2 separate regions of the Mus musculus genome follow, and region 2 is linked to region 1. Evidence: chromatin contacts called from public Hi-C data. All regions are on one chromosome and are shown on one strand. The core of a region is the stretch at or near the end of the contact, and the rest is flanking DNA. Distances in the headings are between cores, read along the strand shown.

Evidence for each region. Hi-C and Micro-C count contacts between places; a contact is called where the count stands out from the background.
Region 2: a contact with region 1 is called in a Hi-C map of neural progenitor cells, with 2.8 times the contacts expected there. The contact joins two enhancer-like sites. A contact is called at or near these places in 1 of 39 promoter capture datasets (embryonic stem cells) and 12 of 484 Hi-C or Micro-C datasets (the G1E-ER4 cell line, Sertoli cells, cardiomyocytes and 5 more).

What each region holds. Positions count from the first base shown.
Region 1 is chr12:28,586,873-28,592,120 of GRCm38.p6, forward strand. No RefSeq gene overlaps it. Among named protein-coding and RNA genes, the nearest start is that of Allc, 7.0 kb to the left of the region's middle. Within about 2 kb of position 2,634, at least 93 of the 459 cell types and tissues checked have an H3K27ac peak or open chromatin away from gene starts, as enhancers often do. A contact at or near this core is called in neural progenitor cells, where this site is marked.
Region 2 is chr12:28,772,801-28,778,048 of GRCm38.p6, forward strand. The region is part of intron 3 of Eipr1 (EARP complex and GARP complex interacting protein 1); the gene reads left to right. It overlaps Gm46345, which reads left to right. Exons shown (of 2, transcript XM_017315316.2): 1 at 1-345; 2 at 436-4,311. The coding sequence ends at 964. Among named protein-coding and RNA genes, the nearest start is that of Gm46345, 8.5 kb to the left of the region's middle. Within about 2 kb of position 2,556, at least 14 of the 459 cell types and tissues checked have an H3K27ac peak or open chromatin away from gene starts, as enhancers often do. A contact at or near this core is called in neural progenitor cells, where this site is marked.

The DNA of each region.
Region 1 (5,248 bases), core at 1,384-3,883:
CTCAGCTCCTCCTGCACCAGGCCTGCCTGAATGCTGCCATGTACCCACTTTGATGATAATGGACTGAACCTCTGAACCTGTAGGCTAGCTCCAACTAAATGTTGTCCTTATAAGAGTTGCCTTGGTCGTGGTGTCTGTTCACAGCAGTAAAACCCTAAAACCCTAACTAAGACAACACTGCTGACCTCCATCCCAACCCTTGGCCCACAAAAAAATCATAATTTAGATGGTTCACAATTTAAATGGTTCATGTTTAAAGTCACTACAGGGACCCAAGCAATGACTCATTCAGTAAAATCCTTGCTTTGCAAGCATGAGGACATGGGTTCAAGCCTCTAGAACCTCCTTGCTTTTTAATCCAATAACTAGAGAGATGCCTCATTGGCTAAGAGTCCTGGCTACTCTTGCAGAGGACCCAGGTTTGATTCTAGAATCCATATCAAACAGCTCACAATCACCTATAATCCCAGGTCTAGAGGATCTGGCATGCTCTTCTGGTTTCCATAGACACCTGCACACATGCGGTGCTGCAGACAATCGGGCACACATCCATATACATGAACTCTTTAAATCTTGTTTTTTTTCAAAGCCAAGTGTGGTGGTACTTGTAATCAGCCTAGCAACTGTAGGCAAATGAGAGACTGGCTCAAAAAACAAGGTAAACAGCACCTAGGGAATAACACCTGAGGTTACTTTACACACACACACACACACACACACACACACACACACACAGAATACAGGAAGGAAGGTAGGAAGGGAGGAAGGAAGGAAGGAAGGAAGGAAGGAAGGAAGGAAGGAGGGAGGGAGGGAGGGAGGGAGGGAGGGAGGGAGGGAGGGAGGGAGGGAAGGAAGGAAGGAAGGAAGGAAGGAAGGAAGGAAGGAAGGAAGGAAGGAAGGAAGGAAGGAAGGAAGGAAGGAAGGAAGGAAGAAAAGATGTAGGAGTGATATTACACAGTAAAATCTATACATGATTATTGGGTGTATAGTTGCCACCATCCCACTTAGGGACTTTCCTTCCAAAACAGAAACTGGATAAATGCATGCTTTTCCAGGACCTCTGTCTCCAGAGCAGAGCACAGATGCACACAGGCTGACGGGGTTTTTTTGTTTTGTTTTGTTTTGTTTTGTTTTGGACTTGTGCGGTGCACAATCTGTGCATCACATGTGGCCCTGACCCCAGGTACGGAGACACACAGATTTGCCTGCAGGCTCTGTGTGGGAAAGCAGTGATGTACAGGCACATCAGTAAGCCAGCTTCCATGGCAACAGTCTCAGCAGCCTGGCAACAGCATCCACAGCCACAGTAGCCAAGGAACCCACACAGATCTGCACGCAATGTATGCAATGTGATTCATGGGTTTTGTTCCTTCCATAACCGGTGCATCAGGTTGTTCCTGTGGCTTCCCAGCAATTTATTTCTGTGTGAATTTACCAAACTGATCTTTCTACTTACAGCTTAAGTAGCATCCGCTTTGGAATAGGTCTGTTTAAGTGAGTTGGGTTGAACCTGTTGACTGGGTCAGTGGTTAGCTGTCTGCTTGTGTTTTTAACTGGACCCCAGCTAGAATTTCCTGAGATTTCAGTTGAGGAGTTGCCCCTATCACATTTGCACATAGGCAAGTCTGTGGGGTGTTTTCTTGATGTGTGATTGATGTGGGAGGGACCCGCTCACTTTGGGTAGTGCCACCCTGAGCAGGCGGTCTTGTGTTCTGTAAGGAAGCAGGCTGAGCAAGTCGCGGGGCAAGCCAGGAAGCAGCATCCCTCCATGGCTTCTGCTTCAGTCCCAGCCTCCAGGTTCCTGCTTGAGCCCTATCTCCCCTTCATGATGAACTGTGTGGCCTGTGAGCCAAATAAACCCTTTCTTCCTCAAGCTGATTCTGGTGGTGGTGTTATCACAGCCACGGAGAAGCAAACTAGGAGAGCGCAGGGCTCAGCTTCCTCCCGGCCACATTCCCCTGTGGGCACACAATAACAGAATTTGCTCTCAGGGTTCCCAGACATCCTTCAGTCACTGTGTGACATGTAGGCTAGAGAGGAGAGCCTGATCAGCTGGAACGGCCAGGTGAATGGCTGCCCGTGAGAGAAATGATAGAGCTGAGCCCGACAGAGCAGAAGTACCCTACATCCATCTCTCCCAGGATCTTTTCCACCAGCCTGGGTGAACCTTTGCACTGGGACTTCAAGGTGCTGGCCATGGAATCTAGACATGCCACATCCCTCCACCTACAGCCATGGCCAGGGCGTTCCTAACTAGCTTTACATTCGCTCTGCCTAAATGGCCACTAGGCTTGTGCAAACACACTCCAGTGGTCTCTTGAGGGTGGAAAACCACAGAGATAGGTATGGATGGAGCCATTTTCTGAAGAAGGGCACCATGGCCTTGGCCTCCCTTCCTAGCCTAGAGTTCTCCTTCCCCACTGCTCTGCCCTCCTTTGTTCTGCCTCTCTCCCTCTCCTCTCCCTTTCTCTCTTACTGACTCTCCCTCTCCCTTTTTTTTCCCTGTCATACTCCCTCGTTCTTGAACACATGCACAAGAGAGAGAAAGAGAGACAGACAGGCGGACAGACAGACCTACCGACCGACCAGAGACTATTTGCTAGTGCCCCGGCACTCCTCCAGCTGGGCAAACCTCTCTGGCTTTCTCTATCTTTCCCACTGGGTGGCAGTGTGGCACCATGCATTGACATCCCTGACCCACGGCCCGAGGCTGTCTCTTTGCTCATCTTATCTCAGCCTGTACTCCTCAGAGGATTCTAAAGAGGACACCCACGCCAGCTTTCCGGTCACGCCTCACTGCGGCACCTAATGAATCTCAGCTCTCGCCTGAGCCGCCACAGCCCTGCTGCGCAGCCAGCCCCGCCCCCACCCGCCCCCGGTCTGAACTGAGGTTCCCTCCTGAATCTCGGGAAGGGAATTCAGGACGGAGGTCTGGCTCCGCGCCCAGGTGTTTGTACCTAACCTGATCTGCTTCAAAGCAGTCACCGTAATGTAAATGTACCAGGTATAAACAATGGCTAGAACGCCGTTGCTATGTTTTATATTAACACAAATTTGCCTAAATGGAGCTTAACAGAGGAAACTACAAGGTGCCTGGTACTTCTAATCTCCCATAAGGTGCAGAGCAGAGCAGAGCTCTGGTTCACCTTCCGTTCCAGTTAGGTATTAATGCCGATGCAAGCCTAGGTATGAGAGTAAGTTTGTAAGACATCCTAGAGCAATGGTTCGCAACCTTCCTAGTGCTGCAACCCTTTAATTCAGTTCCTCATGTTGTGGTGACTTACATTCGTAAAATTATTTTGTTGTTACTTCATAACTGTAATTTTGCTACTGTTATGAATTGTAATGCAAAATATGCATGTAAATGTCTCATCCCAGCTTGGGACATGGCTGGGCCAGTTGCTGTGAACATACAGCTGCTCGCTCAAGTTGACTTCAAGAGGTCAAGGCGTTCATGTTGGAGAAGGGAAGGGGAGGAGAGAAGGGAGGGCAGACAGATCCCACTGTACAGGAAGATAAAAAATTCCCTCAGGCAGCCCCCGGAGCACTGAGAACTAGGCTAGAGGGCGTCCCTGATGACCCTCTACCCGGTTATACGGCAGCACTCTCACACAGAAGACTCCAAGGCTCACCCTCGCCTCCAGGATAAGTGGACACGAGGCAAGGGAGAGATTCCACGGGCAGCAGATGCCACGGGTGAGCAGGGAGATGTAGACACCTCCTCAGTGCTCTCCAGGGCCATCTGGGTCCGAAGACATGCCCATCCCCCACCCCGACCTGGAGCAGAGCAGTCTCACACACTGTGGATGCTTAACTGGACCCGGGTAGAGTCTCTTTCCCATTTGACTGCCATATATGTCAAGATGTTACTCAAGCACGTTGAAGGCAGCCCAGCCACTCGACAGCTAACTCCACCCCTAAGAGGGAAGATGCAGAAGGATGCTGTTCGCCACACTGACCGCTGAGAGGCAGACTTGTAAGGGATGAGGCTAGACCACCCATGAATGCTCCCTGGCACCCTCACCCTGACTTGCTCCTCCTTCAGTAGACCCTCTCTTGCCTCCCCTGCAGAAAGCTTCCAGGCTTGAACTGAGAGCTGACCATCAAAATCATAACGGTGGAGCCCAACTTCCTGGTTGGTTTCTCCTTCAGATAATGTCCGGCACGTCCACATGATGAGGAGACTGGATACAAGTGCAGCCCTGTCTGTAGCATGAATCTGTGGAAATAGCATGTAAGAAGAAGTCCCAGGAGTCCCCAAAGCCCAGTCTAGAATGTCAACCCTCAGAGAAGCCAGAACAGGCAAACCACTGACTACTGAGAGACAAACCACTCGTGGAACAAGGTAGATTCAGAGACCAGAGGGGGTTTCCACTCTTCCTACCAATACCTAATTAAGGTGTGCCCATACATGCTCAAAGGTGCTCACACAAGCTTCGCCCCAGCCTATCTTTGTCTTTTCTGAAGGGGATTCCAATGAACAGAACATAGGGGAGCGGGGAGCTCTGCTTCCTTTGGGAAAATGAACACAGGCTCGGCTATGCCAGATCAAGACTGAAATCTCTGAGGACTTACCGACAGCATTGTCCCCCAGGCGTGGTATCATTCCCCCAGTTCATGGCTCACTCTAAAAGGATGGAGCCGTGATGCTGAACAGCCATAGCGAGAATATGCATTGAAGAAATGCCAAGTAACAACCCCAGATCAACAAAACTGTGCAGGTGGCACCAAGGGAAGGACCACCAGGGAGAAAGGCAGGCAGGCAGGCCTCTCCAGGTCAAAAGTTAGACAGAAGCAGCAGCAGACTGGCTCAGATAAGCACCTGGGCACCTTTTGCTTTATTCTGCTTTCCCACTTACAAAGACAGGAACCTCCTCTCCCAAACAAACCAGGAACCTCTCAGCTCATATGTTACAAGAATTTTCTCCCTGGTGTGAAGGGGAAGCTACGGAATATATCTAAGCCCTGCCCCCCACCCCACCCACCGCCCGCACCTCCATCCTGTCTAAAATCTCAATGGCAAAGTTCAGCTCCACCCACGTCCGTGCTGGGGAAATAATGGGTTTAGTGGGTGAGGGGTTATGTGCCAGAGTGTAGGTGGCCCTAAAACATCCAAAGTGGACAGTGTACACCCGGCATGGATGGCAGAATCCCCTTTTCCTAGTCCTTTCTCAGACTACACAATTTAGCTCTTCCCAGAGACCCTAAGATACTTGCAGTTAGAACAGAATTATATATAACTGGCCAG
Region 2 (5,248 bases), core at 1,306-3,805, 190 kb after region 1:
TAGACTTTTAAGCCTTACGAGGATTTTGCCTCTTGGGCTGCCTTCATGTTCACTTACAAGGTTCATGTCCATCACAAGGTCCATATCCATCCCAAGGTCCATATCCATCACAAGGTCCATGTCCATCACAGATTCATGTCCATCACAGGTTCATGTCCATCACAAGGTCCATGCCCATGACAAGGTTCATGTCCATCACAAGGTCCATGTCCATCATAAGGTTCATGTTCATCACAGGTCCATGTTCATCACAAGGTCCATGTCCATCACAAGGTTCATGTCCATCACAAGGTCCATGTCCATCACAAGGCTCATGCCCATCACAAGGCCCATGTTCATCACAAGGTCCGTGCTCATCACAAGGTCCATGTCCATCACAAGGTCCATGTCCATCACAAGGCTCATGCCCATCACAAGGCCCATGTTCATCACAAGGTCCATCACAAGATCCATGTCCATCACAAGGTTCATGTTCATCACAGGTCCATGTCCATCACAAGGTCCGTGTTCACCACAAGGTCCGTGCTCATCACAAGGTCCATGTCCATCACAAGGTCCATGTCCATCACAAGGTCCATGTCCATCACAAGGTCCATGTCCATCACAAGGTCTGTGTCCATCACAAGGTCCGTGTCCATCACAAGGTTCATGTCCATCACAAGGTCTGTGTCCATCACAAGGTCCGTGTCCATCACAAGGTTTTCATACAGTTCACAGGAGAAGGAAAGCACACATGCCAGTGAAAAGACTTTGCTGTTTTATGTATTTAAGATTTAGTTTATCTTTATGTGTACATGTGTCTCTGAATATCTGCCATATGTGTGTGGGTGTCCTTAGAAACCAGAAGAGGACACCAGAGCCTCTGGAACTGGAGTTACATGCACTTATGAGCTACCAAGGTAGGTGGGAATTGAACTCCAGTCTTTTGGAAGAGCAGCAAGTGCTCTCTCTTATGGCATGCTGAGCCATATCTCCAGACCCAACTATCCTGCTTTAAAAGCATTTTTATTTTTCCGACTTAGCATGTATTGTGTGTGTTCATACTGTCCATGTGTGTACTGTGTGTAGTATGTGTTTTATGGTGTTCTTTTACACATGTGCACCCATACATTGACATAAGCGTCTGTGTGTGAGTGTGTGTGGTGTGTTCTGCTTTTGCTGATACTATCCTTGCTGATACCCATGTAGCAGTGATCTCACAGTCAGTAGAGGGCACCATTGTCCTGACACTGTGTCCTTGCTTGTGGCCCATCACAGGGTCCCCACATTATGTGTTCTGGTGGCCTCAATCTTTACTGCTGCTCTGAATGGCCACATGCCATTCCTGAAACCTTCTCTTCTGACCCTTGTAGAAGTGTGCTCTGACTCTCAGACTTTGCATGCAAGACGTGTCTCAGACTTGGATTGACTCCTGCCATCTCCCTTCTTGTGGCCAGGGTACATTCATGGGGTTGGCACAGATCTGTAGAGAATTTAATTCCTGACTCCTAAACCACAGGAATTCATAGATGGTTCCTCAGTACTAGGGGCCGTTAGTACTTGGGATGGCTAGAATATGGTAGGTGGTCTGGCCAGAACCTGGAATGTGGTATGCCTTCACCCTCTAGATCTCCATGTGCACACCTTATTCATGAAGCCTTTCTGCAATGTCAGCAGGAGCTTCTAAAAGGCAGCACAGAACTCTTAGGGCAGCTGTAGCGTAGGGGCCAGATCCATAGGGTAGATCTGGTATATCTTTTTCTAGTGTCAACCGTATTGATTTTAAGCAATGAAAGGATTATTGAGCCCTGTGACAGGTCTGTGAGGAAGGTGTAGCTGTAGTGTCTAGGACAGAGAGAGGACACACAGCCCCAATACAGGGTTCCAGAGCATGTGGTCCAGAGGGACAGACAGATGTGACCAGCAGCAATGGTGTGATTTGAATGCTGTGTCTTCTCATGAGGTAAAGGTAACTGCCCACTCTGTGGGTTAGAGGCTGTGAAATGGTTTTTTCAGAGCAACTGCTATCACTTGAGCTTTATGCGTGGATCCATGAAATGCGGCCTCCTGCAGTGCTGGGGAGGGAAGTTAAGCCATGCTTGTTGCATCTGTGTCTCCTGCTGTTGAGCATGTAGCTTCTTCAGAGGAGCATGGAGGGACATCCCAGGGGCTCTCCTGCTTGAGTCTCTCTGGCTCAGTTTATCTGTAGCCTGGAGTTGCTGAGGCAGGTGATCCACAATACCCTGCTGGTCCCAGTACCCTGAGTGCTCTGATTACAGTAATGGCCACATCCACGGGTCAAGGTACAACCTCCTGTTAAAAGCCACCATTTCCCCTTTATCTCTGTGCCACGTTAGAAAAGAATTATGTTTTTCAATTTAAATGATTGCTTGGTGAAAATGAGCTAAGAGAAGAAGGGTTTCCTGGGTAGAGAGTATCTTAAGGCTTCTCTCTATAAAACCAGAATTCTGAGATGAAATGATCAAGAGTCCTTTGAGAATGGCACCCGGGAGAGGTAGGGAGAACAATTAGAGTCCATGAGGATCACTGTCGAGGGGATGCTAATTAAATGTGGGAGCAGAGGATGCCTGGCTGCACGTGGGGCCCTGCTGCATATCTCTGAAGCGTGCTGGCTTCTGTCGTTGCTTACTTCCCTTCGTGCTTGCTGAGCAGATATTAAGACTGAATAACAACTTTGTTTTAAGGTAATATATACTTGGAAACGGCAGGGCTAGCTTTTCTCATGATCTTGGGCCAAGAAAGAGTTCTTTGAAAAAGAGAGAAGAATCAAGAGCTTACTGCTGAGGACCTGTCACTCTGGAGACCCTTGGGGCTCTTCCCGTGCTGGGGCTCCCAGGCACCCTCCCTATTAGTCTGTTGGTGGCAGCTTCTTTTTAGAACCCCTGCCTTCCTCAGATGTTGAATGTGAGTGTCTCAGCACTGCCAGACCTTGTCTGCAATTCCATCCTAGTTTTCACACTACAGTATGCTCTGAAAGGAAGCATGTTATATTTAAGTTTAAACCTAAATGCAGCATGTTACTCAACAGCGCAGGCACATTCTGAGAACTGTGTGGCCGGGTGATCTCGTCATAGCATCACAGAGAGTGCTTACATACCCTAGGTGGTGTGGCCTCACAGGCATCAGGCTACAGGGCATGAGGACGACATAGAGCCTGCTTCTGTTAGCGCCAAATACAGAAAAACTTAAGGCTAAATCTAGCCCAAGATGTGGTGCAATCAAAACGCTGCTGCCCACTGACACGGTAGTCTGTTTAACACTATGTGTGTTTCTTTGGTAAGAAGATGAAAAATTAGTGTGGTAAATACATAAACCAGAAACAGTTAATTTTCACTGGAGTGTGTCGTTGTATGTGGCATGAAACACCAGTACTCACATGAGTTATGTGTTGTGTGGTGACATCACTAGGTGATGAAGACTTTGAGCAACTCTTAATGTGCAGCTTATTCCTGACTGAATTAGCATGAATTTCATTTCCTTATCTAATGAGTCTTAGTCTTTCTGGGATAAGCAAATGTCACATTGGTTGAGCTGCCTTCTCTGGAAGAGCTGTGTGCTGAAGATGACTGCCCTGGGAGGAACTGAGGGGATGGAGAGTTAAGTGTGTCCCTGCATGGACATTGGATGGTACTTTTCGTAGACTTCTTTTGGTTTGGAGTTTGTATATATTGATTCATTGACACCACTTGTTGTGGTGAGAGATGAGATATCCACCCCACGTCAACTCCCCCAGGTCCCTGTGGTTGTGATCTTGGCAAACAGTCATTATGTTAATTGGATGAGGCCTCCTTTTGGGTATGAATAGCCTAAATTTTATTCTCTTTAAAATTTCAATGCTGCCTGTTTTAATCAATAGTTAGTGATAAACATAGCATAAAGAAATGAATTCCCTATCTCTAGCTCATTTCCAAGTCTCTTGATGTATGTGGACCGAAAGTAGTGATGCTAAAGGCCTGTCTAAATGGCTCTGTGGCCCCACCTAGAGTGGACAGCATTGTCTGGTGAGGGCGGAAGACTGCAGAGTGGCCTGACTGAAGCGGCTATGAGAAGCTCAGAGGGTAAGCAGGACAAGTCACATGACTTTCCTTATTTCCATTATTCTTGTTTTACACACAAGGAGCCTCGCAATGTCAATGAAAATGGTGGTGGCAACAAGGACACAGTGATACTTTTCAGTGCTTCGGTGTCAGACATGAAGACAAGTACTTTATCTGATAACAAATTATGGGTTACCTAGTTAATGCCTGCTTTTTTTAAAAAATTTTTTTATTAGGTATTTTCCTCGTTTACATTTCCAATGCTATCCCAAAAGTCTCCCATACCCACCCCCCCACTCCCCTACCCACCCACTCCCTCTTTTTGGCCCTGGCATTCCCCTGTACTGGGGCATATAAAGTTTGCAAGTCCAATGGGCCTCTCTTTCCAGTGATGGCCGACTAGGCCATCTTTTGATACATATGCAGCTAGAGACAAGAGCTCCAGGGTACTGGTTAGTTCATATTGTTGTTCCACCTATAGGGTTGCAGTTCCCTTTAAGCTCCTTGGGTAATTTCTCTAGCTCCTCCATTGGGGGCCGTGTGATCCATCCGATAGCCGACTGTAAGCATCCACTTCTGTGTTTGCTAGGCCCCGGCATAGTCTCACAAGAGACAGCTATATCTGGGTCCTTTCAGCAAAATCTTGCTAGTGTATGCAATGGTGTCAGCGTTTGGAAGCTGATTATGGGATGGATCGCTGGATATGGCAATCACTAGATGGTCCATCCTTTCGTCACAGCTCCAAATTTTGTCTCTGTAACTCCTTCCATGGGTGTTTTGTTCCCAATTCTAAGAAAGGGTAAAGTGTCCACACTTTGGTCTTCGTTCAATGCCTGCTTTTTAAAAGTTATACTGTGTGTGTGTGTGTGTGTGTGCTATGCTCACATGCATGGTAATCAGGACAACATGGTTAGCTCTCTCCTTCCACGTGGGTCTGTAGGATCAGTATTGGCAGCAAGTACCTTTACTGAGACATCTTGTTGGCCCTTTTGTTTGGTTTTGATGGTACTGTGGAAAGAACCCAGGGCCTGGTGTGTGTGTACTAGGTGAACACTCTTTCACCAAGCTACATATCTAGCCAATGGACTTTTTTTGGAAGAGTTTTGTTTTTAGTACCAGACTGATTTCAAATAGGCAATCTTCCTGCCTCTGCCTTCTGAAGGCTGGGATTACATACGTGTGTCTTGCCTGGCTGCAGGTGTTCTCATTTC